Linked DNA regions of Mus musculus: regions 1, 3 and 4 are each linked to region 2. Evidence: chromatin contacts called from public Hi-C and HiChIP or PLAC-seq data. All regions are on one chromosome and are shown on one strand. Each heading gives the region's core, a stretch centred on a gene start, on an enhancer-like site or on the middle of the called end of the contact. The rest is flanking DNA. Distances are from core to core; before and after follow the strand shown.

What was found. A called contact is a pair of places that touch in the nucleus more often than the background predicts. HiChIP or PLAC-seq counts read pairs in DNA pulled down with a chosen protein or histone mark.
Region 1: an H3K27ac HiChIP or PLAC-seq map of double positive thymocytes shows a contact between it and region 2, with 6 times the contacts expected there. The contact joins two enhancer-like sites. A contact is called at or near these places in 1 of 15 datasets of contacts at CTCF or cohesin (large pre-B cells), 2 of 484 Hi-C or Micro-C datasets (bone marrow-derived macrophages and double positive thymocytes) and 4 of 115 datasets of contacts at active chromatin or transcription factors (Th17 cells, double positive thymocytes, embryonic basal ganglia and 1 more).
Region 3: a contact with region 2 is called in a Hi-C map of double positive thymocytes, with 7 times the contacts expected there. The contact joins two enhancer-like sites. A contact is called at or near these places in 2 of 15 datasets of contacts at CTCF or cohesin (large pre-B cells and thymocytes), 6 of 484 Hi-C or Micro-C datasets (the G1E-ER4 cell line, bone marrow-derived macrophages, double positive thymocytes and 2 more) and 4 of 115 datasets of contacts at active chromatin or transcription factors (T-cell acute lymphoblastic leukemia, double positive thymocytes, fibro-adipogenic progenitors and 1 more).
Region 4: a contact with region 2 is called in a FOXA1 HiChIP or PLAC-seq map of pancreatic cancer cells. The contact joins two enhancer-like sites. A contact is called at or near these places in 1 of 15 datasets of contacts at CTCF or cohesin (large pre-B cells), 5 of 484 Hi-C or Micro-C datasets (the N1E-115 cell line, Th2 cells, bone marrow-derived macrophages and 1 more), 5 of 115 datasets of contacts at active chromatin or transcription factors (the 230-238 cell line, T-cell acute lymphoblastic leukemia, embryonic basal ganglia and 2 more) and 2 of 9 other capture datasets (bone marrow-derived macrophages and embryonic stem cells).

Annotation. Positions count from the first base shown.
Region 1 is chr16:92,736,058-92,743,951 of GRCm38.p6, reverse strand. All of the region lies in intron 2 of Runx1 (runt related transcription factor 1), which reads left to right. Among named protein-coding and RNA genes, the nearest start is that of Gm30281, 22 kb to the left of the region's middle. Within about 2 kb of position 2,436, at least 17 of the 459 cell types and tissues checked have an H3K27ac peak or open chromatin away from gene starts, as enhancers often do. A contact at or near this core is called in double positive thymocytes, where this site is marked.
Region 2 is chr16:93,290,627-93,297,438 of GRCm38.p6, reverse strand. No RefSeq gene overlaps it. Among named protein-coding and RNA genes, the nearest start is that of Gm30588, 32 kb to the right of the region's middle. Within about 2 kb of position 4,323, at least 98 of the 459 cell types and tissues checked have an H3K27ac peak or open chromatin away from gene starts, as enhancers often do. A contact at or near this core is called in T-cell acute lymphoblastic leukemia, Th2 cells, bone marrow-derived macrophages and 2 more, where this site is marked.
Region 3 is chr16:92,764,851-92,772,618 of GRCm38.p6, reverse strand. The region is part of intron 2 of Runx1 (runt related transcription factor 1); the gene reads left to right. Gm30281 (a long non-coding RNA gene) reads right to left here. Exons shown (of 2, transcript XR_385060.3): 2 at 5,379-5,478. Among named protein-coding and RNA genes, the nearest start is that of Gm30281, 6.5 kb to the right of the region's middle. Within about 2 kb of position 4,963, at least 16 of the 459 cell types and tissues checked have an H3K27ac peak or open chromatin away from gene starts, as enhancers often do. A contact at or near this core is called in T-cell acute lymphoblastic leukemia and double positive thymocytes, where this site is marked.
Region 4 is chr16:92,618,710-92,626,006 of GRCm38.p6, reverse strand. The region is part of intron 6 of Runx1 (runt related transcription factor 1); the gene reads left to right. Among named protein-coding and RNA genes, the nearest start is that of Gm30224, 26 kb to the right of the region's middle. Within about 2 kb of position 5,441, at least 171 of the 459 cell types and tissues checked have an H3K27ac peak or open chromatin away from gene starts, as enhancers often do. A contact at or near this core is called in Th2 cells, bone marrow-derived macrophages and pancreatic cancer cells, where this site is marked.

The sequences.
Region 1 (7,894 bases), core at 1,187-3,686, 550 kb after region 2:
GTGTGACCCAGGTCAGCCTCAGGCTTGCCTTTCACTTTCAACCGTGTCTACTTTCGCTTAGTCCTCTTACCTTAGGAAAGAGAGGAGGTGGGGGCAGAGATGGTGAACTGCCTAGCACTGCTGACTGAAAGCCCAAGGCTGGTAGACACATAGTTAGTTCCCAGACGTCCTTACATAGGCTTCAGGATGGCTAGCCCAAGACAGATGTGGTGGTTGGAGATAGAAGGCAGGTGTGGGAACTCAGGAGCAAAAAGGAGACTGCCCCAAGTCTCTGAGGCAGAAGGAGCAGACAGCACCAAGAGTGTTCAACCTACAACATAGGGCTGCATGTAGCCTAAGATGGCTATGAGTATGGCTTACCATAAAACTGTAAACTTGCTTAAAACAATAAAGGGGGTTCTTTGGGGCTTAGGGTTTAGTTTTGCTTTTTCAGGTGTGTGTGTGTGTGTGTGTGTGTGTGTGTGTGTGTGTGTGTTGAAGAAGGACTTCATCTATCTCAAGCTATCCTTGAACTTGCTATATAGTAGAGCTTAATGTCTTAACAAGGCTTATAGGGATGGTCACCTCTGGCTTGTGAGATGCTGGGGCTAAAGCACGGGACCTCCTCTATGTGTTAATCTAGAGCTCCACACAGGGAGCGGCACCCCCAGCCTTGTTGGTCCTCAGTGTAGCATCCTAGCACAGCAAGACACTGAACACACCTGAATGGACTCTAATCCTCACTTGGTTTTCCCACCACATCGAGTTAGACCAATATCTCATGGGTAGATCTAGTTCTCCCATGAGCTTACGAGTCCATCACTGAGCCTCTGCCATTCTTGTCTGAGACCAAGGCACTGCCATGACTTCGGGCAACATGGGATAGCATCTGTCCTGACTGGGTGAAGTTTCTGGAAGGAAACTTTGCTTGTTGCTACGTTCATCAGATGACCGAGGCTAGAGAAAGCATGATAACCAGAACTCAGAGACTTGAAGGAGGGCCGTTCCTGCCTCTTGGGTGCAGTGATGCCCATAATCCTCACGTGGTGGAAGGATCCAGTATTTCCAGTTCTCTCAGATGGTATTTTAATAGTATCAGGTCATCGCTCTCATGGAGGCAAATGTGGACTGCATTTATTTCATTTTAAGTTGAAAAGGGCAAATCTCTCTTGGACAAACCAGAAACACAAATTAAAGGGTTATGAGCCTGGTGGAAGAGACGCCTACTAATCAACACTCCTTAAAGGGCCAGAAAATTCCTCTGCCTCCTTATGAAAATCCGAGGTAGACCTTCATGTTCCTGTTTGCGGGAGAAGAAAAGCCCAAGGCTTGGTAAATGAGCTCACAGTGAGATCCCTGAAATGCTAGCAAGTTTCACACTCCTAGGACAAAAAGACCTGGTGTCTTCTCTCCACTGATTTAGGATGTAGAGACCCGTTCAAGAATTTGGTGCAAGCTGTTTATAATTATAATCCCTATCTTAAGGTTACCACATGCCTGAATTTATTGTCCTTAGACATACAAGAATATGGACATTGTCCTGTCAAAGAAAATCAACTTTTAAAATCATCATAATTATTCCTCTTGTACTATTTTACTCTTCCTGTGCGTTTATGACTTGGTTTGAGAAATTCTAGATGTTGATGACGAATGTAAAACTCATTTAACTGGGACACTAAAGAACTAATGAATGCTTGCCACTTGGTAGACCACAGGCAATCCTTTACTGATGGTCCAAGAATTCTGGGCTTGTCCTTCTATAGAAGCTGGCATTATTAACTTGCCTCATAAATCATTAATGGTTCTCTGTTCTACTGACAGCTCCCATTCCACAAGGTTCTCAATAGCCACCTTCGGGCATCCTTCCACAGCTCCACAGCCCGTGCCCATCCCCTGGACGCGCAAAGCAAGAGCACTTGGCATTAACTGTATGCTGAAAGATGCTAACACTATTTTTTGACACTGTAAAGAATCCAGAAAACATAATGAAGTTGAAGCATTGCTCTCTCATTGCTGCTGATTTCTCTTTAAACTCAAAACAAAAGCAAATATTAAAGAGAGAGGCATAGCTCGGTTAAGTTGCACAACTGCTGGCCTAGTCTGAAAGCACTTCTCTGGGAAGAAGACTTTAAAAAAAAAAAACAATAGAAACAAAACCTGGAAACAGAGTGATCCAAAGATCATAGAACTTGAAATGTTCCAGAATTTTCAAAAAACACCCGTGTAGAATTTGTTTCGGGTCTAGCATCCCTGTGATGTGTAGCTCTGCTTCCAAAGGCTGTTGTTCTTGCAGATGTGTTCTGAGACACTGCTGAGCAGATGATAAACCCTGCCAGCCAGCCCCTCTTATGGCCCAGAGAATCCTTGGTGCCTTTGTTATAAAGCTCAACTCCTTGGTGCACAAGGCTGAACTCTGGGGCCCAGCTGCTGTCGGTTTGAGGTGCCTGACATGGGGACAGGAGCCTTCTATGTCTTTCGACTCCAGCACGGCAGCTGTACTTCAGTTTGGTGGGGCACATCCTCTCTTACACGTTTCCTGCTATGAAAGGGGGTACCCTTGCCACATGTGTCACAGCAGGCAGGATGATCTTCACCAACAGAGGCCATTCGGTGTCCAATTCGGCCGTAGATAAAGCCATGAGTGAGCATGCAAGAAGGAAACTGAGGCAGGAGGATAAAGTCGGGTCATCAGATGCTTTGTCTACTCCGTAGCTTGGAGAGAAGGGAAGTGTATTCATTGACCGCAGCTAAATGATGAGTTACCTTATTTAATGAGTGATTCCTTTGGGTGATGATCTTATAGAAATGCATAAGGTCCATTAGGGTTCTCACTATAGGTCACCATTTACATATTTATCTGAAGCATCAAATGATCATGAGTTAGTTCTGATCTACTCAAACAGTCCACCTGTAGACCTTTGGTGAAGACAGCATTCAGAGTATGGAATGTGTTTTCAGAGGAATCGAATCTAGACAAAAAGAACTCAGAATTACTCTGGCCAGGAGGGTATGTACAGCTTCTTTTGGTCTCGTTGTTTGGCCAGATAAGCAGTGAAACCGGCACCATGCTTCCTGGGGCGATCATCTGGCTGTCTCTTTAAGGGTTGTCATCAGGAAGCCTTTCCATTTGGCACTTTGGGCCAAGACGTAGTGAGACATTATTATTAAATGCTAATATCGAATGCACACACCAAAAAAAAAAATGTGTTGAGAGGAAAGAGGGTAGCATTTGCTTTAGAGATTTTAATGAAGGGCTGAGTTTCCACCCTCTTGTTTAAACAAGGTCTATTCAGCATTTGACAGATGTGGTATTTGGCAGGTCAGAAGGATGCCCGCGTATAGGAAAGCATTCATTTCCAAGAATCAAAGACAAGGAGAGTGAATTCGGAGCAGAGACAAAATTGAGAGGAGATAAACAAAGCCGGTCTCGCTGGAGCCTCAGCAAGATGTCAGGCTAGGAGAACTCAGGCTCAAGAGGGAAGAAACTGATTCCAACTTCTCCTTCTAATGAGAACTAATTTAGCCCTAAATTAGAAACAGGAATAGTTGAGATAAATATTAAGTTCTGAGAGAGGACTTGCCGACTTTTCTGTTTTGATAGAGATGAGAAAGGGACCAAGGTTTATTCCCTCAGAAACACAGTTGGTGGGAGACTATTTCAGAATAAAGTCACACGTGCGGTCTCATCTGTCCTGGCGTGACGAGCTTTTCAGCGTGAATACCGCCTCTGACTCATGGCTTACTAATTGATCCTGCTCATCAAAACCGTGACTTTAGAGACTGTGAGTCTCTGGAGCAGAGCCTTGTAGAGCTGAAATGCGGGCTGCCTGCAGGGTGTGAGGCCTCAGCAGCTCATGACTGCAGAGCTGAGATGTTTGGGAAAGGCATGGAAAGAAGGAGGCGCTTAGTCTGACCCCTAATTTCTCTGAGACTGTGGCAGCGTCCGTGAGCCAAACTGGGTGCAACTCTTGTGAAAGGAAGTAAAACCCCCAGCTGGTATTTTCTACAGAAAAATAAGAGAGAGATGGAAGGGGGTGGCCGAGTTATCAGGACCTTTTCTCCTTCCCGCACCCAGGGAGTAGCTCATGACTCTCCTTTCTGTTTGTTCTCGGGCCTTCTCAGCAGCCAGTGGTCAAACTGGACACTAAGAAAAAAAATTAATCCACACAGAGCCCATTTTTCAGATTTGTTAAACTGAGGAAAACGATTCTTTCCATGAGATAGGTTGATCTGAAGTCTAAAGTGACTGCGGAGAGGTAAGCTCTCTCAGGTGTGCCCAGGGCTCGGAACATTGACACTGGAGAACAAAAGAGAAATGAATGGATTAAGTTACTGCTGGGTTTTCAGAGACATCCCAGGGACCACCATTTACAGAGAATTTCAGCACAACAATAGATTATTGTGTTTTTTTTTTTTTTATTTTGGTTTGGTTTGGGTTTTTTTTTTTTTTTTTTTTTTTTTTTTTTTTTTTTGCCTACAGCCACCCTGTTACAATGGCACATTACCAGGTCCATTTGTGTTTTTAAAATATTACAGTAACAGCAACAGCAACAATAATAAAGCCTAATTGTTTGAGTCTTCAGAAAAGACTGCTTGAAAGGAAGAATGGTGCATTAGTCAGCCTACAGAATAAATGATAACCTGCCCTTTGATTCAATGAGTCTTTATTAGGTGACAAAGATTGGGTCCATGTGTGTGTGATGCGGTGCGCCTTGGGCTAGGCCTCTGTCTGAGACACCGCACGCCTAGGTCAGGGCACAATAGGACCCTTTGTCTCTGCTCCAGGCAGGATTTTTTTTTTAAGGAAAGAAGAAGAAGAAACAGAGAATCCACTTCAGCCTTTAAATCAAATTTACCTTCTGCCCCCTTCTCCCCAATAAAACACCATAAATAGCCTGGATGAAGGTGGAACTTCTAAACTGACAAGCACTTCTATGAAAATTCTGAAGATATTCTATGCTCCGCTAAAATCTGAGACATCTGAGGGCTTTAGAATCCAGTGCTGACTCTCCTGCCCACCTGTCAGACATTAGCAAGCATCACATACCCTCAACGCATTTGCTCTGACAATATCTCTTGTGACGTTGAGACATTTCGACCAGTCCAGGGTCCCGACAGTTCTGTCTCCCTCCCACTGGAGCACTGGCACACCACACCTGGACAGCTCACCTCCTCTGTAGAGTCCACAGCCTCTCAGCACAAACGCCTTCCACGGGAGGGAAAGCCGACCCTGTTTCCATTTAAATGTGAGAACATCTGTTGCCCAGGAGATGGGTTTGCTACCAGGCACTACTGTTAGATTCCTCGCCAGCGAGTCTGATGCCTTCATGTGGTTTCTGTTTGCTTCTTTAAACAGTTAATTATGTTTTATTCTTTCTTCTATAAAAGCTAAATTTAGCCAAGTTTTATACTAATTTAAAACATTTTCTGGAAATGACAGAAGGCCATTGTTTAAAAGGCAGCGGAGAGGCAGAGTTCTGGATGGCTGTCTCACAGGAGCAGGGCGTGGGCGTGGGGGGATGATCGTGGCAGCCTGTGGCTTCGAGGCTCAAATTTTATTTGATGTATGTGGACAAATAGCGATCAGGTCGTAAATCAGTTTACACTGCTACTCACATATGTATCATGACTCGGAAGACAGGAAAGGGTGGTTTCCCAGCCCTTGCCCGCCATGTTATTCTCTTCGTGTGGTTGGAGCCGAAAAGCTGTGCGCTTGAAGGTTAGCAAAGACTGTCATGTTGACCTGCTGCTACCAAGAACATTGATGTTTGTGGGAGCATCCATCATCCTTAACCTCTGAGTCTCATCGGAAGCATTAACACATGGATGGGACACTGGCTCCCCTGGGAACACCCTGTTCCACGGTCCCCATCTAGGAGGAGGACGTTTGGCAACATCTGGAGACAGTTTTGCATGTGGCATCAGAACAGGGGATCGTACTGGCTTCTAGTTGGTAGAAGTCAAGGGTGTTGGACTGTAGACAGTACACAGCCAAGTTTTCCCTGCCAAAGAGTTGTCTAGCCTCAGATACCAGCAGTACTGAGAAGAAACTAAGAAGCCAAGTGTTCAAACTATGTAATAATTAAATACCAGATGCAAGAATGTGTGTGTGTGTGTGTGTTCGTGTGTGTGTGTGTGTGTGTGTGTGTGTGTGTGTTCGTGTGTGTGTGTCTGTGTGTGTCTGTCTGTCTGTCTGACTGTGTCTGTGTCTTGTGTGTATTATATGTGCAAGTATACACATGCATGTATGTCCTCCATGAGTACAGAGACTAAGGACTATATCAGGTCTCATTCCTCAGGCACCATCCAGCTTGTTTTCTGAGACAGTCCCTTACTGACCCATTATGCTAGGCTAGCCAGCCTCTAAGCCACAGAGAACAGCCTGCCTCTGGCTCCCCTGAACTACGATTACAGATCTACACACCATGTCCTGGTTGTGATGCTTGCAAGGCAGGGCCTTCTCAAGCTGAGCCATCCCTTCGCTCCCAGTAGTAAATTTTAAATCCAGGTTTTTGTCCTACCCCAGCCCAGTTAGGAGCTACCAAAGCTCTGTAGTAGAAAACCTTGCCCGGAAAGGCCAGCCGCCAGCTGCGGCTCCCATGGCTGGGTTCTGTTCACCATCTCCAGGGGCACTTTCAGCAGACTCAGCTAGCATACGGCAGCGCGCGACTTCCATTAGAGGAGCACACTTTGGTATCCTCTCTAATCCTCTTTATTAACTTCATTCTTTTTAAAACTGTCATTGGGTTCGGGATTTATTAAGTGTAAAAGAGGTCATGTATTTTTTTTCTAATTTGATTTTTCTAATTTGATTCTTTTTTTACATTTCAAATGTTCTCCCCTTTCTAGTACCCCCCAGAAGCCCCCTATCCTATCTTCCCTCCTCCTGATTCTATGAGGGTGCTCCCCTACCCACCCACCTACTCCTCTCTCCCCACCCTGGCATTCCCCTATGCTGGGGCATCAAGCCTTCACAGAACCAAGGGCCTCTCCTCCCATTGATGCCCAACAAGGCTATCCTCTGCTACATATGCAACTGAAGTCATGGGTCCCTCCATGTGTACTCCTTGTTTGGTGGTTTACTCCCTGGGAGCTCTGGGGGGGGGGGGGGATTGGTTGGTTGATATTGTTGTTCCTCTTATGGGGTTGCAAACCCCTTCAGCTCCTTCAGCCCTTCTTCTAACTCCTCCACTGGGGTCCCTGTGCTCAGTCCAATGGTTAGCTGCGAGCATCTGCCTCTGTATTGAGTAGGCTCTGGCAGAGTCTCTCAGGAGACAGCCATCTCAGGCTCCCGAGGTCATGTTTTTAACCTGCAAATTTAGAATGAAGACAGAATGGGAATTGGGAGGAATACTGGAGCGGGAGTGAATGGAAAAAGTAGAATGAATGGAAAAATAGAAAGAATGAGTATGAAGAAGTCCAACAAAATGAAGAGGAGGGGGCATGAAGGGTGTGCCTGCCTGACGTTTCCTGGTGGGTGGCAGAAAGTCTCCCACTGTGAGGCTCCTATTCAGCCTTCTGTGCCCTCTCAGACCTGACTCCATTCTCTTCTCTGACACCCACAGAGCCTCCTTCCTTCCAAGACAGTCAAAGCCCATCAGAGCTTTGACCCTAGGAATCCATTACTGTCACCGCTGTGGGACCAGGGTCACAAGATGACCCCGTGCCTTCAATGTCTGTTTCTCTGATGTGGCTTGTCTGCCACCTAAAACCTGTGAGCTTAGAACTCTCAGTTCACCAGGCACTGCCAAGACCATGCAGGCTGGAGCATCGTTTGTGTCAATAGTATGAACCATGCAGGCTGGGCCAGCATTTGGGTCCAGGCTGTGCACAGCATAAACCTCAAAGCTAAGCTTAGCTGAGAGACTCTGATCCCCTTGGCTAACCATCCTCTGCTGGTCAACTGGACACTTTA
Region 2 (6,812 bases), core at 3,074-5,573:
CTAAAGAATGTTAGGGAAGTTTGGTCCCAGACAGAAGTTAGGAAGAGCCCTGCAACGTCTGATGGGTGTCCAACCTTGGGACTGAAATAAACAATTATTCAACAAAATCAAGGCAATTTCAAACAGTGCTGAGTGACTCGCTGGTCCCACTAAGGTGTTGATTAGAGAGTACTCTCAGAAAATAAAGCAGCAGGGAGATGGGGGTGGGGGTACCAGGGGGCTCTGCAGCAGTGGGATGGGGAATACCAGGTGACTCTGTAGTGAGACAGGAGGAGCATGCAGTGGTCATGACCCCTGCAGGGGTCACCGATCAGATGTCCTGCATATCAGATATTTACATTACAATTCATAACACTACCAAAGTTACAGTTATGAAGCAACAACAAAATAATTTTACGGCTGGAATTACTACACCATGAGAAACTGTATTAAAGGGTCGGTCGCAGCATTTGGAAGCTCGGGAACCAGACTGCTTTAAATAAAGCAAAATTGGGAAACCAGTCAGACGTGAATGCAGGGAGAACATTTACACCCCGTCCCCAAACTTGGTATTAGAGATGTTTTAGGAAATTCAGTCTGATGATTTTGTGGTCATGTCTCTCTTTCTCCCTGTTTGTCTTAAATCCCATTTCTTCAACGGTTCATGAAATTCACATTATTTATCGGTTCTTTGTAGTTTATTTTCTAGTTGCCTGTGAATATTTTCAGCAACTCACCAACATAACCTTCTTTTCATTCTTGTGAAGAGCATCCATATTTGGCAAAAGTGTGAGGATCTGATATCTTAGTAAAGGAGAGCAGGTCTTTCTCAAGTTCCTGCGGTTGAATGACGGTTAAGGGTCATCAGCTGACCAACAGGACCACAGGAGTCTCTCTGAAGCGATTTGTGAGGCTCCCTCCTTGTGTATCAATTCGACTCGTCTTTAAGTGTTCTTGTTCAAAAGTGAACAGTGAGTGTTCACATTTGAGGGCACTTAATAACAAACAAGCAAGCAAATGTCTTTCTTTCCCCTGCTGTGCCTTTCTCCTGCTTTGATTTAGAAAGGATTTAAAGCTATGAGGGAACAAGTCCCTGTTTTCCTTCGATAAATGTTAAAATTTTGATTTTAGAATACAACTAGAATTTGTTTGTCATTGTCACTGGCAAAGAGCAAACTTATTCATTGAGTAGGGTAGTCGTACTTAGAACAGTGTGTCTTTCCCTTGCAACTTTGTATCAGCCCTTCTGTTGCCCATGAACCTGGCATGTGCAGATGTGCAATGCACACATCAATCCTCCCTGGTCTCCCCCATTTCTTCACTCTGGCAAGTCCTGAGCTTCTGGAATTCTCTCTGTAAACTATTTCTTGCTTTCTAGTGGTTTGTCAGTTATTCCTTTTCCTGCCTTGTTGCGTCGGTTAGGTACGTAGGTGCTGCAGTGGGAGCCGGTGTCTTTTGTCATGTCTCAGACTTGGGATTCTCCCTTTAAGGTGGCACTATTGATTCCCTATTATAGGGTTCTGTACCCTGCACATTTTCATGAATTTGGTTTTCCTGTCATGCTTCCAGCTGTCAAGTTTTACCCTTGTAGCCCTCTCCCCTCAATGTTCTATTTCAGGTTTCCTATACATTTTTTCTTATATAATAATCTGTGAATGTTATTTCCTAATATTACTCTGTTATCTATCCTGAGGAGTTTATACATAGACAGCATGTATTGAGTGCCTAGTCATCAATGATATTTTACTTGTGGTTTTTGCATTAATAACTAATCTACATATAGATGAACCAGTAATAGTTTTCTAATGTCTTTGTCTAGTCTATGGGCTACACTCACCATGTAAATAGAAAGAAGGGTTTTCTCTGGGTTGCTTTGTATGAACATGGAAAATGTGTGGATTAGACCTGTAACTTCATGTGGCCTTTCACAGTTTAGCTCCCAATTCTCCAGTAGATGGGCAGGGGTATTGTCAGCTGAGGCTTGGTTTTTATTTTAATTTCCATCTTTGGGATTGAGGCTAGGGCCAGAGGAACCTATATTCCTGCCTTTTAGCTAACCTCGGGGTCTATTTGGCCTTGGCCTTAAGCACTGTTAGGTCCAATCAAACAGCAGTTCCCTGACCATCACCTTGCTTTGCTGAGAGAATTTTAAGAAACAGATGGAAAAGACCATATTTTAAAAAGCACAGAGATTGGAACCTCTCTGCTGTTTCTGGCCCAAATGAGGAAACTCCCAAGGCTCCTGCCATGGTAAGAAACCACAGTTAACAATGGTGAATAAAACCACATCTTAATTTCTCCCCGAATTTCCATTTTACAGAGAATTTGGGGGAAAAAAATCAATCTTCAGAGGCTGTGGAAAAACACAAAGTTGTGTATTTATTTTATTTTATTTTTTATCTTGGAAAAATGTCTGTATCATAATAAAGTCTCTCAAGACACCAGCTTGAGTCACGTCCCTCTGAGTTGGCACATCCAGCAGCAGGCCTTGGGTGTCGCAGGCCCTCAATAAGTGATTGTGTATCGAAGATGTTTGCTCTCCTCAAAACCAGTCGCCACAAATCAGCATCAAGTCAGGCCAGGCAAGAAACATTCTATTTTTAGTAGAGATGGCTCATTATGTTTGTCTGTGTCACTGAAACGTCTTAAATGAAAGAACAAACAAGCAAACAAACAAGCAAGCAGAATGATCATAGGTGGGGACGCTTGTTTTGGACATTAGCTCCACCCCTGGTGTAAATATGTTACTTTGTAACATAATGTGAAGATTCTCCTTAAGTACTGAGTTGAGTGGCCACCACTGCCTGCATTTCTTACCTCAGCCTAGTGGTGTCATTCTCAGATTAATCTGAGAAGCATCGGAAGCAGGGGAAGTTAGCCTCCAGACTCTGCCTCTCCGCTTTCTTCCTTTAAGTGTGTGTGGGGGGGGGGTGCGGGGGGGGGATGGGATGGGGGAGGGGGGAGGGGTGTGATTCTGCAGGCAGCACCACACAATTTTTTTCTCATCTGCATCTTTAGAAATGACAGGTGACTGGGGGAATCTCAGTGGAATTTAGCGAACCAGGTCCATGCAGCCTGCAGAAACGGTGTCTTCACTTCTGTATGGCTGTGGGGTCGTCACGGCCACTTGTCTACCATGAAGAGGTAGGAAAACCCTTTGGACTTCAACTGAGATGCCAGTCCCATGGCCAGCTATCTCCTTGTATGTCCCTTTCAACTGAAAAAGACATCATGTGATAACAGTTTTTATTTTTTTCCTGTTAATTATATTTTCCCTCCATTTGTAACAGCAATGAATACACTTAGAGAGATGGACTCTTTTGTGCTACAACAAACAAGCAAGGACATAAAGTAAACAAATGTTTCATAAGAGATAAGCAAAAGCTGCAATTATTACCATATGTAGTCGGTTTGTCTATCACCTGTCTGCATATCACCTATCTGTCTGTCTGTCTGTCTATCTATGCATCTATAAATCTATCTATCTATCATACATCTATCTATGTATCTATCCAAACACAGAGGAGGGAAGAAAGGGGAGAAGGGAGAGGGAGGGAGGGAGGAGAGAGAGAGAGAGAGAGAGAGAGAGAGAGAGAGAGAGAGAGAGAGAGAGAGAGAGAGAGAGAGAGAGAGAGAGAGAATCCTTTAGGAGAAAGGATTTGTCACATTCTGTGTTTGTAAGCAACTTTACTATTGTAGACAGTCAGTGTATTATCACGATGGCCCCTGGTGTATGTGCCATTACTGAGTATTTGGGGGGTGGGTTCAGGTTCTAGTTCTGTAGCCCCAAGTCCTTGGAGCACCATTTCTTAAAGCATTCTGTTTTAATCGTGTTCTTATGTGATTCATAGAGTGAAGTAAAGTTTTAAGGTAAATCTTATTAGGATGTGACTATTCTAATTTGAACCAAACAGAAATTCAGTTCCCGAACTTCTCTGGTATGCGCTCAGCAGGAGACCTGTGAAGTGAGCAAGACCTCTGCCCCTCCCTCTGACAGGCGACAGGCCTTCCCTGGTGTCAAGGTTGCTGGTGGAGGAAATGAAACCAGGACAACAGGGACAAAGATCATATAGCTACAGAACAGCAAGAAACTTGAAGAATCCGTGGCTTGAGTCTCCCTTTCCTCAAGGCTTCCAGTGGGTCTCGCGGCTTGGTCCAGGCAGTTGATGGGGTGGAATGCTGAGTGTGGGGGAGACTAAGTCTAATACAACGGGCAGCGAGCATGCCTGTGTGTCCTCCAGGGGGAGACATTTCTCTTTCTCCCATGGCTGTGTGTTACCCAAAGCTAAGGTGGTCAGTGACACATTTGCAAGGCATGTCTCTGGGACACAGAGCAGAACAGGCTTGCAGAGCAGCTGCCCTCTGTGAGACTGAAGACCGAACGACTGTCTGTTTGCCCTCCAGTCCACACTGTCTAGAGGCCAACTGCTGCTCCTGGCCAGCAGCGCCTCAGGCCTTCCCATCACCACCCCAGAGAAAACCGTCAGAAGAGCATTGGCAGTTGTATGTTCTTACAGGAGGCCTGGAGTGTCCTGTAGGGACCACCGTAGGGACAATAAGAGCCAGGGACATAGCCTGGCACTTGAAAGATCTGCCACACTGCCCAGTTTGATTTTACGTTTCTCCCTTTCAGCCACTGTTTAGCTGTTCAGTTTACTAGAAATGTCTGTAGTTCTTAAGTGGCTGGTGGCCATTTTTCAAGGACTTTCTTTCTTGGTGTCATTCCTCTTAAAGAATGAACTGCGCAACCACATGCGTCTAGGAGGGTGGGCGAGAGAAAGGAGCAGGCACAGGATTCAAAGAAGTCAATTTAGCTACTTATTAACCGTGCCTGGAAATGTGAAGAGGAAAAGGTGGGAACTAATGACTCCAATGGGTGTTTGAAAAGAACTGGCTCTTTTGTTCCCAGCTCCGTGAACCCTCTCTTTGGAGAACCCAGAGCTGGTCCTCAGTCAATGAGTGTGGCAAGGATCATTTCAAGAACAAATTGAGGAAACGTAGGCACGGGTCTTTCATCGCCTTTTCGCGGTGATTAGATTTATTTACCTCCCTTGCTGGCCCCTTCTCTTTCATGCTTTCCAACCGCTTTAAAATCAAGAGTGAAAAATGAAACCGAGTTCCGGCTTTTAAGAAAATGAGAGAGGGTGGGGGCTGGGCTGGCTGACAGGTGCACACTTCCTGGGAGCCAGAGAATAGCAAGAAGTTTAAGAAAAGAACTGTGTGACCATAGCTGGCCTTGCCTGGGAGAAAGTCACTAATTGAAAGTCTGGCCAACGTTAAATGTGCTGGTGAAGTGCACTGATTTATTGGGACCAGTGTGGGGGAAAGGTCTGTGGAGCAAATTGAAAGAACAAACAGGGAAACGGTGTGTTTTCCTCGCCGAGAGATAGCTCCAAACGTTTGTAAAAATCACTTTGTATTTCAATCCCCCTGCAAAACGGTGAAAAGTTCTGGTTCCTAACTTCTAAGAGTTACTGTGAAAACCCTTACAACATCCCTAAGGTGTTCCTTCCTTGCGTGGGATCCTGTCATCCTCGTGACCGTGTGAGTTCGGGGGGAAGCAGAATTTTGTGAAAATGTTTCTCTACTTTAGACTTTTCTACAACTTTCTACCCAATTAGAGGATGTTAGTGGGGTTTGCTGCGTAGTGTGCTGGTATTTTGTGACTCGCAGGCGCTGATCTGTTTCCCTGGCTGTCTCACAGTTCATGAAGAAGTCTGCTCTAAAAAATGGCTTCTCACCATTCTGAGGGCCATCCCATCCCATCCCATCCCATCCCCCCCACCCCATCCCACCCCACCCCACCCCATCCCATCCCATCCCACCCCATCCCACCCCACTCCATCCCATCCCATCCCACCCCACCCTACCCCATCCCACCCCACCCCACCCCATCCCATCCCACCCCACCCTACCCCATCCCGTCCCATCCCATCTCACCCCACCCTACCCCATCCCACCCCACCCCACCCCATCCCATCCCACCCCACCCTACCCCATCCCATCCCACCCCACCCCATCCCATCCCACCCCACCCTACCCCATCCCATCCCATCCCATCCCATCCCCCCCACCCCATCCCACCCCACCCCACCCCATCCCATCCCATCCCACCCCATCCCACCCCACCCTATCCCATCCCATCCCATCCCATCCCATCCCACCCCATCCCACCCACCCCATCCCATCCCCTCTTCATCCTTCTCTACTGGGTTCTCAAGGCTTGCCCTGAGTCAGTTATGGGTATGCAGCATTTACATTGCCATTATCAGTGACAACATGCAGGGACCTTAGTGGCACTTGGGAGTTAGAATGCCTTCATCTTGGAGATGAGGAGACACAGGTCCACAGAGGTAAAGAGAAGCATCCAAGGCCTCGACGTGTTTATTTCATTGATTTCTAGAATCAAAAGTTATGAATCCCTTACTCCGAGGCTGCAAGACTCATTCAGTGTAGTACATCACAGAGTGGGAGGGAGGAGGGGGAGGGCTGCACAGAGTGAATGAGAAGTGTATGTGTAGCCACAGCTTGCTATTCAGGAATCTTTTCTCTGTGTTAAAAACGTCATCAAATTAGAAGTATAAGCATGCATCTTTGTCCTATTCGAGAAGCCTGACTTGCTGTCACTAGAAGTCATATTTGTCAGAAAATGGGCATCAACTTTTAGGACAAGATTTATTTCTGGTATTTCTCTCTTTCTCTCTTGCACATGTATGTGTGTTGTGTGTGCATATGCACATATGTATGGGCACATGCATAACAGTGTGTAGGTATATGCGTGTACATGCAAGTACACATGTGAAAGCCAGAGGTTGAGGCTGGTGTTTTCCACT
Region 3 (7,768 bases), core at 3,714-6,213, 530 kb after region 2:
TATATTTTGGTCTCTTCCTTTGTGTGGCTTTCCCTAGGGAGCCTCGTGAGTTCTTATCTAAAAGCAAAATAATATTAATAAGTGGTTTCAGCACTTAACCTTCAGATCACAGAAAAAGAGTGATATCCAGAAAGGTCCAAAGCACTCCTCAGTAGAGATGCTAAGGTCAGGGTGATGCTCTGGGCCGTAGATGCTGTTCATACATCGCAGTGTGTGTGTGTGCTAATGCTTCATGTGCACTGAGTCAATGCATCTGACAACTTGTTAAGCCGGTATTGTAATCCTATCATAGCGTAAGTAGAACTCTAGGCCAGGTGCTGTCAGGGGCAGACCTGTGCTCAGGACAAGGGAGCCTGTCCACAGAGCTCTAGTAGGTGTGACTAGCGCTCTCTCTCTCTCTCTCTCCTCTCTCTCTCTCTCTCTTTCTCTCTCTCTCTCTCTCTCAGTTCTGCCCTTTGTACTCTCTCTATTCTATTGTTTGGGGAGCAAGAGGAGAAAGGACTGCAAATAGCAATTCAGCCCACCTTTTCACAACCTACATTTTTCATGTCTCTAAAAACACATCATCAGACCATGATCAAATGAACTTCAGAACAGATGGGAGCTGAAGCCAGATGTCGATGCTGAATAGATTACCAGATGATGGTGGATTGCGTGATAGCTAGCCATGTTTCAGTAAACAGTAGATCTCATGTGTATAATGGTGGTCTCTTGAGGTTGTGTACTGCCCAGCAATGCCAAATCTGTCTTGCCTTGTACAACTACACCCTATGACACTCGCTCAAGAATGAGATTTCCCTAACAGCACATATTTCAGAACATATCCCTGTTATTAAGAGATCTGTTACTCTATATATCTTCAGGGAAGGTAATCAAAATATCAGGGTACAGATAGGTAAAATACAATCAAGGACGGCAGCCAAACAAGGAGAAATATCCCCCTCCAGGCAGACTGGATGCTGGTCTGGTGGTTTGATATTAGCATCTATTTGTCCAGGTCTGTCTGAAAATAAATCATCACCTCTAAGCCACAAATGTACCTGTGTCATTCCCCAATAAATCACTTGGCTGAACACAGTGCAGACTTTTCTCAATAAAGGTAGTTGAGAATTGTAATTATGCAGAATGCTTGGCACTAGCCTCTGGATTATCAACCTATGCAAACAAACAAACAGGGGGAAAAAATATTAACCAGTAAGACAACGACTTACAGGAAAGGCTCAAGAGGATTCCCCAGTGGATAAATAACGCTTAAAGCGTGTCTCGAAGCAGAGATTCTGGATTCTTCTGTCATCTCTGAGGCTGTAGGGTCACGGGAGACATCCCAGAATATTAGCAATGGTCCTGACTCCTCAGCAGCTCCAGTTATCCATGCGTAGCTGAAGATCTCAGAACTGGAAGCTCAGCCCACAAGGACGAAAATCTGACCCTCGTCAATACAAAGAATGGTAATCTGTCTCCTGGAATACAAGGAGCCTGCCTGGCTCGGCACAGACCAAAGTCCCGTTCTGTCTGAAAATTCTGGCAAGGGAGACTCTGAGGTCACTGAAACATTTTTCTCTCTTTTTAAATGTTTCATCCGGGTGGCTCAGGAGAACATGTCTCTGGACACGAAAAATGAGTCCTCAAGAAGACGGAGACTTAAATAATAGGCAGCTCATGGTTTATCAGAGCTGGCAGAATTTTCCGTCTATCCGTTTAAGCTATTCTATGGCTGTTCATAAATGCTGGGATTTTGTTGCCTGGATCTGGCTCACAAGTGAGCAGCAAAGATCAGGGAAAAAAATAACTGTTGCTTTCGGACTGGGAAAAACAATCGTGAAAAGCATGAAAGTGTGGCAGACACATGACGAGACAAAGCAAAACAAAATAATGCTCAGGGGATGGAGAGATGGCTCAGTGGTTAGGAGCACTGGATGCTTTTCCAGAGGACCAGGTTTGATTCCCAGAACCCACACGGTTGCTCCCAACTGTCTGTAAACCCATTTCCAAGGGATGTGACTCCTTCTGGACCTCAATGGGCACTCTACAAAAGTTATACACAGACATCTGAGCAGACAAAACACAAAGCAATCATAAACCAGTCTTCTTTCAAATTACTAATGCTTGCCCAGGCATCTTGTTGCTCGCTCGAGTTTAAAAAGAAAAATCCTTAAGTCTGACAGTATCTTTTTCCCTCCTGAAAAAAAGTATAGATAATAGCAAAAGTATAAATTAAGAACTGGGTTTCTGTTCTGTACTTACAGGCAGTCAGTCAAAAGGGAGACATGTCCATTTCTGCTGCTTTTAAGTACCATAACACCCCCACTCCTCTGCCCACATGGGTGGCTGACTGTGGAATTCTGTGGAAACCCAGCAGAGCAGAGCCCTCATCCACAGTAAGTCCCTGCTTATTGAGAATGTTTTCACAGAGGACGCATCTGGCGTGAGGCATTCCCTAGACCAGGAAGACGCTGGGTATTTTCGGTGTTGCCTTGTGGGCTCACAACAAAACTTTAGAGTAAATGAGGGCCTGGCAGCGTGTCTTCCATAACTTTGGGCCAGGTGAGAATATTATTCAGACAGACACCGAATCTAGGCTATGCAGTTACAGGTTTACAGTCTGGTAGTACTAGTGTGTTTTCCTGCATCTTCATTGATTGCAGTGTCTTAGCCTAGAGTGAAGTTATGTCTGCTCAAACCCACAACAAATATCTAACTACCCCAGCTCTCAAATGCTTGTGTTGTAATGGTGGCTCAAAGTCCATTTAGGGGTTGCATCTCAGCCATTCTTCCCAGCGAAGCAGCCAGCAATAACTTGGGCACAATGAACCATCCGATTAGAACTTTGGCTAATGGATTGGAGTCAATGACTTGACTAAATTGACCAGATTGGCAACTGGCTCAGAACTTATATTCTCAGCTCCAGATCAAAGATGACCCTTTAGAGATGGGTTTCAGAGGATGCTTCTTAGCATACAAAATCAGCAGCTTTTCCAATAAATAGGCCTCCAACTTTAGGTTATTGAGAAATAACAACACTCCTGTCTATCAGCCTCATGTCAATCAAATCTCCATTCCTGGGAATAATGAATGATTGATCTTTGGGAAGAGTAGGGGATTCAACAGTAGGTGGATCCTGAAACTTTTCCAATATTTTACTTCATTTTGAACACTAAAATGCATATTAATAGAAAACATGGGTATTTATGCTTTTGGAATACTTAGTAAATCCCTTGTGATTTAGGCCCAAATTCTCTTCCAAGATTTACTTTCTGCAATTCTTCACTATAAACACTCCACTCCAGTGCCTCTCACATCCCTGTTCTTCCCAGCCTGTGTCTCTTCCAAGACTCTCTTTCCTCTTCCTGAACTCCAGGATGCTTCCGTCTTCTTCAGAGCCCCAAATGCTACTGCCTTACAAAGACGTTTCAGTCTCTGACATCTCTACCCTCCTGCCTTCAAAAACGGAAATGATCCTTTCTCTCCCCTCCTCCCCTGCTCCTCTTTTCCCTCTCTCCCTCTCCCCTCTTCTCTCCCCACCATCCCTTTCCCCATAGAGCTACCTGTAGGAGATCCCAGGGTACTCGGCAACCCTTACCCAGATGTTATGGCTTTAAGTGTATCTTGTAGTATGCTTGACAAGTTAAAAAGTTTCTGTAGGACAGAAATTTGGCAAATAGAAGGAATGAAGTCAAAATCTAGAGGAATTTTCCCCTACCATTGATCAACTGGTTGGTAATCTATTTGGTGTAGGTAGAATGTCAACAGTCTGAAAATCTGAAATACTCCCAATCCAATATCATAGACCTGCCCTGTCTTACGTGAAAACGCCAAACATTTACTGAGTTGAAATGCATGTGTCTGGAAAATATCACATTGTAGTGTTTAGGATTTGTCAGCTTCCCACCACCTAGAATCACCTGAGAGGAGAGCCTCGATTGAGGGACTGTCTAGATCAGGTTGGCCTCTGAGCATGTCTGTGGGAACTGTCTCGAGTGGTAACTAATGTCAACCCCTCTGGGCGGCACCATTCCCTAGGTAGGGGGTTCTGCACTGCGTAAGATGCTGGGTGACTGCAAACACCAAGGATGCATATGTTCTCTCTTTTCTCCTGGCTGTGGGTGTGGTGTGACTAGCTGCTTGGGTTCCTACCTTGGACTTTCTCAAAATGGCCTACTGTAACTTGGAGCTGTAAGCTGAGGAAACCCTTTTCTCCTCAAAGCCACCTTTGGTCAGGGTATTTTCCATAGCAGTAGAAATGATACTAAGACAAAAATGAAATTACTATCAGCCTGTGTATACAAGGAGAAATAAGTAAAATTCGTGCTTAGATTTGGGTCTTAAGTCAGTCCTAGATACTTCATTATATATACACAAATCTTCTAGATATAAAGAATCCAAAGCACTTTTGCTTCCAAGTATCTCAGGTAAGGGGCATTAGCCTGTACTATACCTGCATGCTTTCTCTCTTAGTGTGTGGGCAAGCCATCCAATTTCTAAGAGCTTAGCTTCCTTGTCTGTAAACTCTCAAGATTCATTCTAAGAATGTGGCAAGTTCATGTACGTGCTGCAGGGCAGACACTTAAAGCACGGAAATTCGGGCATGTGTGATGTCACCACCCTTTGCTTTAAAATGTTTCCCTCCATGCTTTCAACAACTGAGCTACAAAAACAGATTTATTAATGGATTCATTAGCATAAACGAGAGGCCAATCACCTTAGCTATTTTTGTATGGTGTCAATAGCTCTCTTCCTTTAATAATAATTTTAAAAGTCTGACTGTTTGAAAGATCTTTCCAAGGAGTCCTGAGAGAAGAGGAGGCAGACAGAAACGCGTAAGGCCCTAGAAAGCTGAGGTTGCTGTCATCTGCACCCCATTTCATGCCAACCTCATCTTATTCATGTTCTACCCTCCTTTGACCCCAAGATTTCAGGTCTGGGAAATAGAACCAAATGGAACATGAAAGCTGAAACGAGACCCAGCCACACACGGCGAGCCCTCTCTGTCTTCAAGTCAAAACTTGGCTGAACCACAAAGGTTCACCTGGTTTTGAGTAAAAAAACCACACTGAACCACCTTTTTTTTTTCCTTCTTCATGGTTTCAGTTTGAAAATGAGGTTTCATGCAAAGTCTGCCCCAGTTTCAGAAGTGCTCCCTTGGCAGAGCTTGGGCACAGCTTGAGCTAATATGGACTGGGCTTCGTTGGCACCTCGGGTCAGCCAGCATTGAGGGGGTGCTTCTGAGTCTGCCTGTGAAGACCCAGGGCTTGAGTAGCTTCGTTTCTGCAATGATTTACACGACTGGGAAACATCAAGCATGGAAAGAAGAAGCATCAGGAATTAGTTCATCTCCTTGCTCATGGATGTTTCCAAGGGCAACGACAACAAAATGAAAATGAGCTTGTTCTAAAAGTTCCGCATGCAGAAGGAAGCAGAGAAGAAATCTGCAGTCATTCTGAGAATAATCCAGGCTGAGACCCCAAGTCTTCAGTATCCCTGAAATAGTGAAGATGGACAAACTTTAGGAGCCCCCACAAACGTGGACTGACACAACACCAGTTTTCCCTCCATGGGAGGAGTGTGTGCAGAGAGGGGTGGGTGTTCACACAGGTGCCCAGGAGGTCAGAGGTCAACTCTTGGTGTCACTCTTTCAGAGATACCGCATCTTGTGTTTTGAGACAGAGTCTCTCTCTCTGGGACATAGAACTAAGTAGGCTAGGTGGGATGGTCAGCAAGCCCTAGATCTGCATGGCTCCACTTCCCCAGTGCTGGGATCACGTGTGGACCAGCACGCTTGACGTTTTGTGGGTTCTGCTGGTCAAACTCAAGTCTTCAGACTTTCACAGCAAGCAGTTTATTGACCGAGCCATCTCTCCCACCCTTCACTGGGGATGCTCTGGTGTGCAGAAACATGAGAAAGGATGTGTTGAGACTGCCACAAGGCATTGATTACATTGAAAGCTTCTAGGGGAAACGAACGGCTTATTAAAAATAGCTCAGCCTTGTGGTGATGTAAAAATCCAGACACAAATATTCTCCACATATGACTCTACTGGATCCAGTTCCTGGAGAGAGTATGTGAGGTCAAGGAGCTTGTAAAGGCGGACATCTGGCAATTTGTCCATCTTTTTCACCCACAGACAAAACCTGCACCCACCTGTGCACTCTGAGGTCACGGGTGCCACAGTGAGAACGTCTATCAGGACACTGGGGGACAAGGACGGAAGCCTCCCACATCTGTGCCCTCCCTCTGCACAGATCCACACCAAAGAACCTAGGAAGAAAGACTTACAAGGGGCTGACATCCAGCAAGCTAGCAAATCTGTCCGCGTCAGGACTCAGTCTGGGCTATACTGGTTTGGGAGACTCGCATGAAAAATACAAGGTTTGACGATCTTTCAGAGATTTAAGTCAGTGAGTCTAAGGGAAGAACTCAGGAGGTGAGAGCTGACTGATCACTACCGTAAAGTCGTATTTAATGGCAAGACCCAGAAAATCGCTGAAAGTGAAGTGGGTCAAAGGTAGCCCCAGGCTCCTCAACCCACGGGTTTAATCTTTGAGGCGACATGAGACAGCTTGGGAAGGTTGGTGAAGGGTGGCTGCACAGTCTGAGCTCCACCAGCAGCAAGGTGAACTCTCATCATTCTGCAGAACTGATCAATACAAAATCCCAGACCACTTTTCCCTTTAAGTACAAACTCATGTCTTTACTCGCCATTGAAGTCTATAGTCTATAATAAATAAGGCAGATGCATAAACACCGGCTCTACACAAGATTGATCGGGGGAAATGTTATAGTTTCACCATAGACTCACTGTGGAAGTCTTCTCAATAGCCAGTGTCCTTGGTAAGAGGCCACACAGTTTATGTCACCAAGGAACAAACAAGACTTAGATTTCCAACTCGTTTTAGGAACATGTGTTTGCTTTGGGGTGTTTCATTTGTTTTCTCTTTGCGTGTGACAACTGTCTTTATGTAGAGAATAAAAAGGGTCAAATGGGGCCAGTAAATAGAATTGATCTCGCATGCAGAGGCGTCTTGGCACAGAGCCAAGTAAGAACTTCTACTTATTTAATTATGATGGAATTGGGAGATCTTTTGTTCTAGAGTATTGATGTGGAGCCCAAAACCAAATGTACATCTCCCTATACACACACACACACACACACACACAGAGAGAGAGAGAGAGAGAGAGAGAGAGAGAGAGAGAGAGAGAGAAAGAAAGAGAGAGAGAAATTAACACTGGGCTCTCTAATTCAGTATGTTATGAATATCTGAAAGTCCAAGCAATAGACAGTGACATTTCCATTTTTACTGGTGAAAATGAACTAATCTGGGTATTACTAACGTGAATGAAGCACAGAAAGAGCCAAGCAGCGAGACGTAAAAGTGTCACATGATGCTCAATGATAGACTGCTAATGAGTTTAGGGGAAAGTATTCTAAGCCATAGTTAGGAGATTAAGGTCTGTAAGTGATCCTACCAGCACGCAATGGGTCATTAATGATGTCCCAGAAGTGGCTCTTTCAAGAGAGCCCGTCGGCTCAGTGGCTGCCTCATCTGGGCAGCCACAGAAACCCTTCATAAAGCACTGGTGAACCACACAACATGTCGTTATGCTTGTTCTGTAAAATACGTGGTGCTTGAGGTTTGATTGCAGCAATCGGGGGCCTCAGGGAAGAGGTGCACCTCCCTGCCCTGCCGCCGGCTCTTATCTTCATGTCTCCTGCTCTCTTGCTGACTGAGCTCTAACTTCTGATATACCCAGCTTCTTCCTCAACTCAGC
Region 4 (7,297 bases), core at 4,192-6,691, 670 kb after region 2:
CACTGGCCAGTCCCACTCACTGTGTGATCAAATGTGTCGGTATGTCCCACAATCTCAACCTGTACATAGCTTTTTTTCTTCCATCTGCGTCCAAGTCACTGAAAACCTATCGCTTCTGTATGAAAGGCTGCCTTGACCTTGTAAATCAAAGGCGTTCTCTGGAGGGAGCTCTCCCACTGCTGGGCTCCGTTCAGTATCATCTTTCTCAGGGTGACCTCATCTATTCAAGTGTGAAGGTTGTATTTGAAATGTCATTTACTTTCCCTAGTCAATAAATGAAGCCATGGATCTTTAGATCATCAGAGGCCTGCTTATTACCGAGAGTCTCTACGCTGTATGGGTATGTGTCTTTTGAGATCTGTGTTAGAGTTTAAAAGAATTCTGTCAGACTTCCGTTTGCCTCTCTGAATCAGAGCACGGGGTGGAATTCCTCTGTGAGTGGAGGGTGCCCCCAAATGAGTCTGCCTTTATTAGTTTGTGTCCTTTGTTCAGAGCACCAGGGATTACTTTATGAAAGCACGCGTGACTCTTATCTTCAAAGGTCTCCCCTGCATGGCAGACTCTACCTCACCAACCTGTGTTATTAATCCATTGCCATCCCAATTAGTTCAGATCAAGGTCAGTTACTTGGGGTGTGCAAAGGGGCCGCAAATGTAAGTGAGTGAGTCCCCCTCCTGTGGTTCTCCCACGAAAATGAGAGATTACAGGCGGGGAAACATAGAAGCGAGAACTGTCTGGTGCCTCAGTGTTTGAGAGTGAAGTGAAGACCTCAGGGAACCCTAAACAAGCCAATGCTTGAGTAGAAATACACGACCCCTGCTGCGGGGAAGTTTCTTGGCCCCGTCTCCCCACCCTATTGCTGATGGCAAGCATCTGAGAAATTTAGGAGCCTCGGACACAGAGTTGGGTCTGAGAACATTTGCTGGGTCCACGTGGAGGAGGAACCTTGTGTTTATGGCGCGTGATAAGCACCGAGCCTCCAAAAGGCACATCTATGGAAAAGAGGCTGGAGTTTGGTAGGTCCATAGGATGGCTCATGATAATTCCTAGCCACCCATCCCACTGTCATCTTGAGGTCATCAGCAGAGGGATGGTAAGGTATGTGAGGGTTACATCTTTCTAGGTGGACAACAAGACCTATGAGAATACACTTCTCTGATCTACCATTGTTTCTAGTACTGTGGGGAGGCCATGGAAGATCAAATGGAAGTGCAATGATTAATGTCCATTGCATGGACAGTCAGACAGGACAGTTCTTGTGAAAGATGTGTTAGAACAACCCAGATAGGAACAGCCAGGAATCATGAAAGGCTGACCACCCCCCACCCCCAAGCAGGAAAACCCTAGACTTATTTATTAGATTCTTCTGATGCAGAGAGAGACCTGTGCATAGCCTGGCTAGAGGATGGGAGAGGGAGTTCCCCGCCCCCACCCCACAGCTCTCTGAGGTGCTTCTCTTGGGCTTTGCTTTGGGGAATTGATTCTAAGAGGACAAGTCTGGTGTGTAGGAAAGGAAAACACAGCAGTGTCCCAGGTTCAGGCCAGAGAGAACAGACATTTAAGACCAGACCAGAACTCTGAACCTACCCCTCCACACACACACACACACACACACACACACAACGCACGAGGAGAAGAACATGGGGGCAGACACTGACTGGATCTCTCTTGCAAACATTTACCAAAGGGGGCTAGGCATTTCACCTCTGTGGAATTTTTCTATTTCCCCTGTGTCAGAATGTTCTTCTGTGAGTTGAGAGTGTGGAATGAAGGCTCTTAAAGAAAGAACAACCCTTTGACATGACTCACACCTCAGAAGACAAAGAACAATGAATCCCTGGCTTGCAATTCAGCTTTCAGACCCTGTGTCCTGGCAGGCACAGCGCCACCCTGCCATGAGCCTGCGTTCTGCAGAGCGGGTACGGACTCCCTCTGGAGCTGTGGTGTTCAGGGAAGAGACGCTCCCTCATGCTGCGTCTCCGCGCTGGCACTTAGCCACCGGAACCACACACGCATGGTTGTGGGAACCACGGTTTGCACCCTGGAACTCTGGCTGGCTGGGACAAGTCCTATTCCTGGTAGCCTTGCGGTGTCTCTGCTATGTGGAGCACCGGCAGTGAGGATAAAGAGTCTGTGCTGGACAAGCCCAAGCAGTCCTCACTCTGGACATCACTACCATTCCCTGAAAGGGTAGCAAGGGGAGACTCTCTTGCCTTTTCATACTACAACTGAACTGCTAATGGTCAGGCCAAGATACTATCTCACCCTAACAGTACCTCACAGGCTGATGCAATGACCCCTCCTCACAGGAGGGGAGTATGCCCACTTGCCTCAACAGTAAGAGGCAAACTGGTGTCTCCATTGCAACCTCTCAGACTGGAGAGTCATGCCCTTGCTCTCTTGTTGCCTGAGCACTGTTGGTCCGGGAATAGGGAACAGTGGAGCGGTACCCAGATACTAGAGATGCCTGGAGCCAGTACAAGCCACAGCACAACCGGCATCATCTGTTCTGTTTTGGGGAATATTCTAGAGGATATTGCATTGGATCTTCTTTTCTGTCCCCATGAATATGAATTTCTCTTAATACTCTGCGGAAGAATGAACGCTGTAATCTCTGCTTAATACCCTGGTCAGAGGAACACAGGGGACAGGGCCTGAGTTCTGTCCGTTAAGCCACCTTAGAAATTCCCAAGCAGCTCTAACATTTAACAAAGTGAGTAGTACAATGCTAGACTACAAGGTTGAGCACGCACAGGCCATGGGGCTGGGGTAGAGGTGACCTCTGCTCTCCCACCAGGGTCCCGAGTGTAGGCTCAGTGACAGCCCTTGGCACAGAGATCTGGGAGCTGCGCAGGTAGCGGTGACCCCCCAAAGGAAACAAAGCCACCTAGTGGCTTGATAGAGCCTGGATTAGGTCGGACTTCAATCTAGGCTGGGCCCTGATTGACATTGTACAGGTAATAATAGATCCATCATCACCACCCTCTGCAATTCCAAAGAAGAATAGCCACTCCTTTCTTGGTGCCTACCATCACCCTAAGGCATGTTAAGGACCCTCATAAAGTCTCAGCTGTTCACTTAATGTGACCGCCCAAGGGCCAGCTCTTACTGCATCCAGTTTTCAAAAGACAGTTGGTGCTCCCCTGAAGACCCAGCAGCAGCCCAGAGCAAGCTGGACAGAACAAGCCACCTTCTGCAGGCAGCCCGGACCAACATCTCCAACATCCCCTGACCTGAGCCACATGAATAGAGCCTGCAGTGTGTGCTACTGTCAGTACATTCCACTCTGTAAGACACCCAGAGGCATGAGGTCCTCCCGCTCGCTCACTCGCAGCTTCCCACAGGAGGTGTCAACAGCTTCTGTATGAGTGACAGTCTTGTCCCTCCATACAAAGGGCTGAGCCCAAGCTCCCAAACTAAACTACCTGGGGCCTCTGACACCTGACAGTGAATTTCTCCTCACCTTATTTAAGGGAGGAGTAAGGACGAATATGAGGCTGGAGAAGAACCACTGGGGGCTGGGGACAGGAAGTCATCTTTACCCTCAGCCTTTCGAGACTCTATAGAGGAGAAAGCAATGGAGGAGAGGATGATTCAGCAGGCGCTCCTAGGATGGCACCTGCCACATGGTGGCTGAGCCTGACTACAGGCCTAGAAAACATAAGTGGACGTCAGAGGTGCAGGCAGCTCGTGCAGTGCGGTGAGGAGTCGGGGTGGGGCTTCTTTAACAAAGTTCGGCGAAATAAGTTATCTGCAGGAAAGGACACTGCAGAGACCAGACGGGGCCTTTGGTGCCCTCAGAAGCACAGTTCTGTCTGGACGCCAAAGGCCACTCTGTCTGGAGGAGAGACGGTGCCAACGGAGAATGAGAGGTGTTATGAAAACAGCGTGTTTTCTAGAAGCGGGTGACTTATCCCTGAACCCTTGCACAGGGAGGACTCTGCCTAAATACAGAGCCCTTTCCAGACCTGTCTCAGACTGATCTGGCTGAGAGGAGAGGCCTCCCTCGTGGCGAGGGCTGAGCTATTTCCCCTGGGAACTGTCTGGCAGCTCTAATGAGGAATAGCACTTTGCATTTATAGAGAGCCTTTCATCTGTGGATCTCAAAGCTGTACCACAAACATTAATTAACTCTCACACCTGGGAGGCAGGTGAGTCTGGTTACCCCCCAACCCCATTTTTAAAAAATGAGGAAACAGAGATTTGGGAGGAAAAGGATTCTGGGGCGAGCCACCGGGGTTAGGAGTGTCCCTGATGTTGGGAATAAGCATTTCAGATTTGTAGCATCCTGACCACAAAGTCAGGAGGCCTCCCCGGGATGAGTGAGGAATTTGGGTACCGGAACAGGAGATGAAGCCACACAATTCCTTCTTCCCTTTCTCAGGTGGCCTGTCACCTCCTGGGTCTATAGATGTCATTTAGAATGGGTCCCTCAGACCCCGAAGGCCTTTGAAACAGCCTTACCAGGCAGGTCTCCATCCTGGCTCACTCTGGATGCCTCCCTTCAAAGTAACCGTTGGAACAGTGACCGCAGCCGAGACGCACATGACTAACCAAAATGTCTGCAGCCAGTGGGAGACAAATGCTTGGCAAATCCCAGGGCTCTTTCACAACCCTCTTTTCTTCCAGGATCCAGAACTGGTGGGAACTGACTCCTGTTATCACTGGTTCTCACTGGTGTGCTTAGGCGATGCTAATCCAGTGCTGGCTACCTGGGGAGTGGGGGTTGGGGGAAGGAGCTCTGGGGTGACTCCTGTCTGTTCTGACTTCTGGAGCTGTTGTGGGTTTACTGCCCACCGCAGAAGCCAAAGGAAACACTGCTCAAAACCACCAGAGGCAAGCAGCCTTTCAGTTGGGTCACCTGCCCAACACCAGGGCTGTGAAAGCTGACATTGCAGAGTGGGGGGTGGGGGTGGGGCATCCTCCAAGCATCTGGGGGCGCCACCACTTTCCTACACAAGGTATCCTGGGTCTTTCTTCACAAGGGTCCCAAATGAGAAGGTGCAAGCCTCCCCTGGGGCTCGCCCTGACACATCACCCTGGAAACTGACTCAACATCTCTGTGTCCTGACTCACATCCTGTTGTGTTCTCTGAGGCATCCGAGAGGGCATTACACCAGCTACCCATGACTGAGCTGCACTGGGAGGGCGCCCTGAGGATGACTCTGCCTTCTGCCTTGCAGAAAGAGGGGGAGTCTTCTAAGGAAAAACCCAGAACAGGCCCCTTGGGTTTATCCATTCTCAGAGCAGATTTTGCGCGTTAAGAAGCAAGTGGCCCTGCATTGCATGGCCCACTGTTTATTTTCAATGGATCGAGGGTGAACGGCTTGTTGTTTTAGAGATGCCCGCCAAATACTCAAGGAACAGAGCCCTGACTACAGCAGAGCCCCAACGTCCTGACCCAGAAAACCCAGGCTGTGAGGTCAGGTGCCAGGGCCACCAAAGGCTCAAGTGAACTAGGCTGATGTCCCCGCGTGTCCTTTCCTTGGACAGGGAGGGAGGGCACAAGGCTGAATCGGGATGCTTTGAGTTTTCGAAACAGGAACATTTATTTACTCTTCTGATTGGAGTGAGCTTCATTGATCACTTTAGATACGGCTACTTCTCTTTGCCTCGGGTGTGGGGCATTCTTTCCCCCTCCTCACCCCATACGCATTAGTTACTGGCGTTCTGGCTTTCCTTTCAAATATGTTTTCAGAACCAGAAATTTCCCTTCCAAAGCTGCCTCGTCTCCAGTCCCTAAATGTTGGTGTTTTCATTTTCATTAAGTAACTGACAGTCGACATATCTTTTCAGATCTCTTATTTGGTGGCTATGGCATCTCCAGATAATCTCCAATTTTTGAAGATTTCTAAGTAATATTTCTGTTACTGGTTTTTGTTGTTGTTTTGTTTTGTTTTTCGGGGGAGGGGAGAGTGTTGTTTGGTTTTAGTTTAAGTCCTTGTGGCCTAAGGAAATACTTTGTATGATTATGCCTTCAAACCCAAGCAGTCTTCTGTGGCCTCAAGTGTAGTCTGCCTTAGCGAGTGATCTGTGTGCCTCAGAAGAAAGGAGCGGCCTACCGGTGTTCTGTAGGTCAAACTGATACTGTCCAGGTCAGCCGAGTCTGAATTTCTGCTTGCATGGTCTATCGGTGACTGGAAGAGGGTGCTAAAGTCTCCTGCCGTAAGGATGGGTTTGTCTGCTTTTCCTTGTATTGCAGTTAGTGAGACCCTTTGTTCACGGGACACCTGTGAAGGAAAATGTATTTTTGGTTTTCCGTACTATCATAACGTAACTTATCTCTTATCCCTGAAAAGCTCCATCTTCAATCGGCTTTGTAGAAAACTTGATACAGCAACTCGGGCTTTCCTTGGATTGGTGTTAGCACAGCTTCTCCACCCTTTTATGCTTGCCCTATCTGAATCTACATTTAAATGAGCCATTTGTATGCGTCAGGTAGTTAAGTTTTATTTGTAGCTTGTTCTGACAACCTCTGTGGTAGATTTAGACAATTCACCTTTATAGATACAGTTGGATTATGATCTGCCATGGTCTAACTTTTATGCCTGTTGCACCTGGTTCTTAGTCCCACCCCCGGCTTTCCTGCCTCCTCTGAATGGAATGAAACATTTTATGTGACTTCATTTTAGCTTGTTTATTGCCTATCGGGTAGGAAAATGATTTTTTTTTTAAAATAGTTTTGTGGGAGCTAGAGAGCTGGGTCAGACATTAAAGCACTGAATGCTCATCCAGTGGACCTGGGTTTGATTCCTAGTAACCACTAGTGGCTAAAGGCGGTCTGTTAACTCCAATCCCAGGGAAATCCAACACACGATTAAGGTCTCCCTAGGCACTACAAGCATGAGGTACACAGATATGATGCAAGTAATACAACACTCATATGCATTAAACAATAAATAAATAAATAAATAAATAAATAAATATTTTAAAATTGCTTCAATAATTGCTGTAGAGTTTAAAAACTAAGCCCACAATCAAATAATGTTATTCCTTAATTGTTATATGTTACTTATATTTAAACTTTTGTTTACATTTTTAAATTTAGTGTCTCTCTCTGTGTATATGTGTGTGCCTCTCCCTCTCCTCTTCCTCCTCCCTCCCTCCCTCCCTCCCCTCCCCTTCTCTCTGTGTGTGTGTATGTGTGTTTGTGCGTGTATGTGTCTGTTTCTCTCTCTTTGTGTGTGTGTATGTGTGCATGTGTGTATATGGTGTGTATATGTGTCTGTCTCTCTGTGTGTACATGTCTGTCTGTCTGTCTCTCTTTTATGTATGTGTCTGCTGTCTCTCTTTGTGT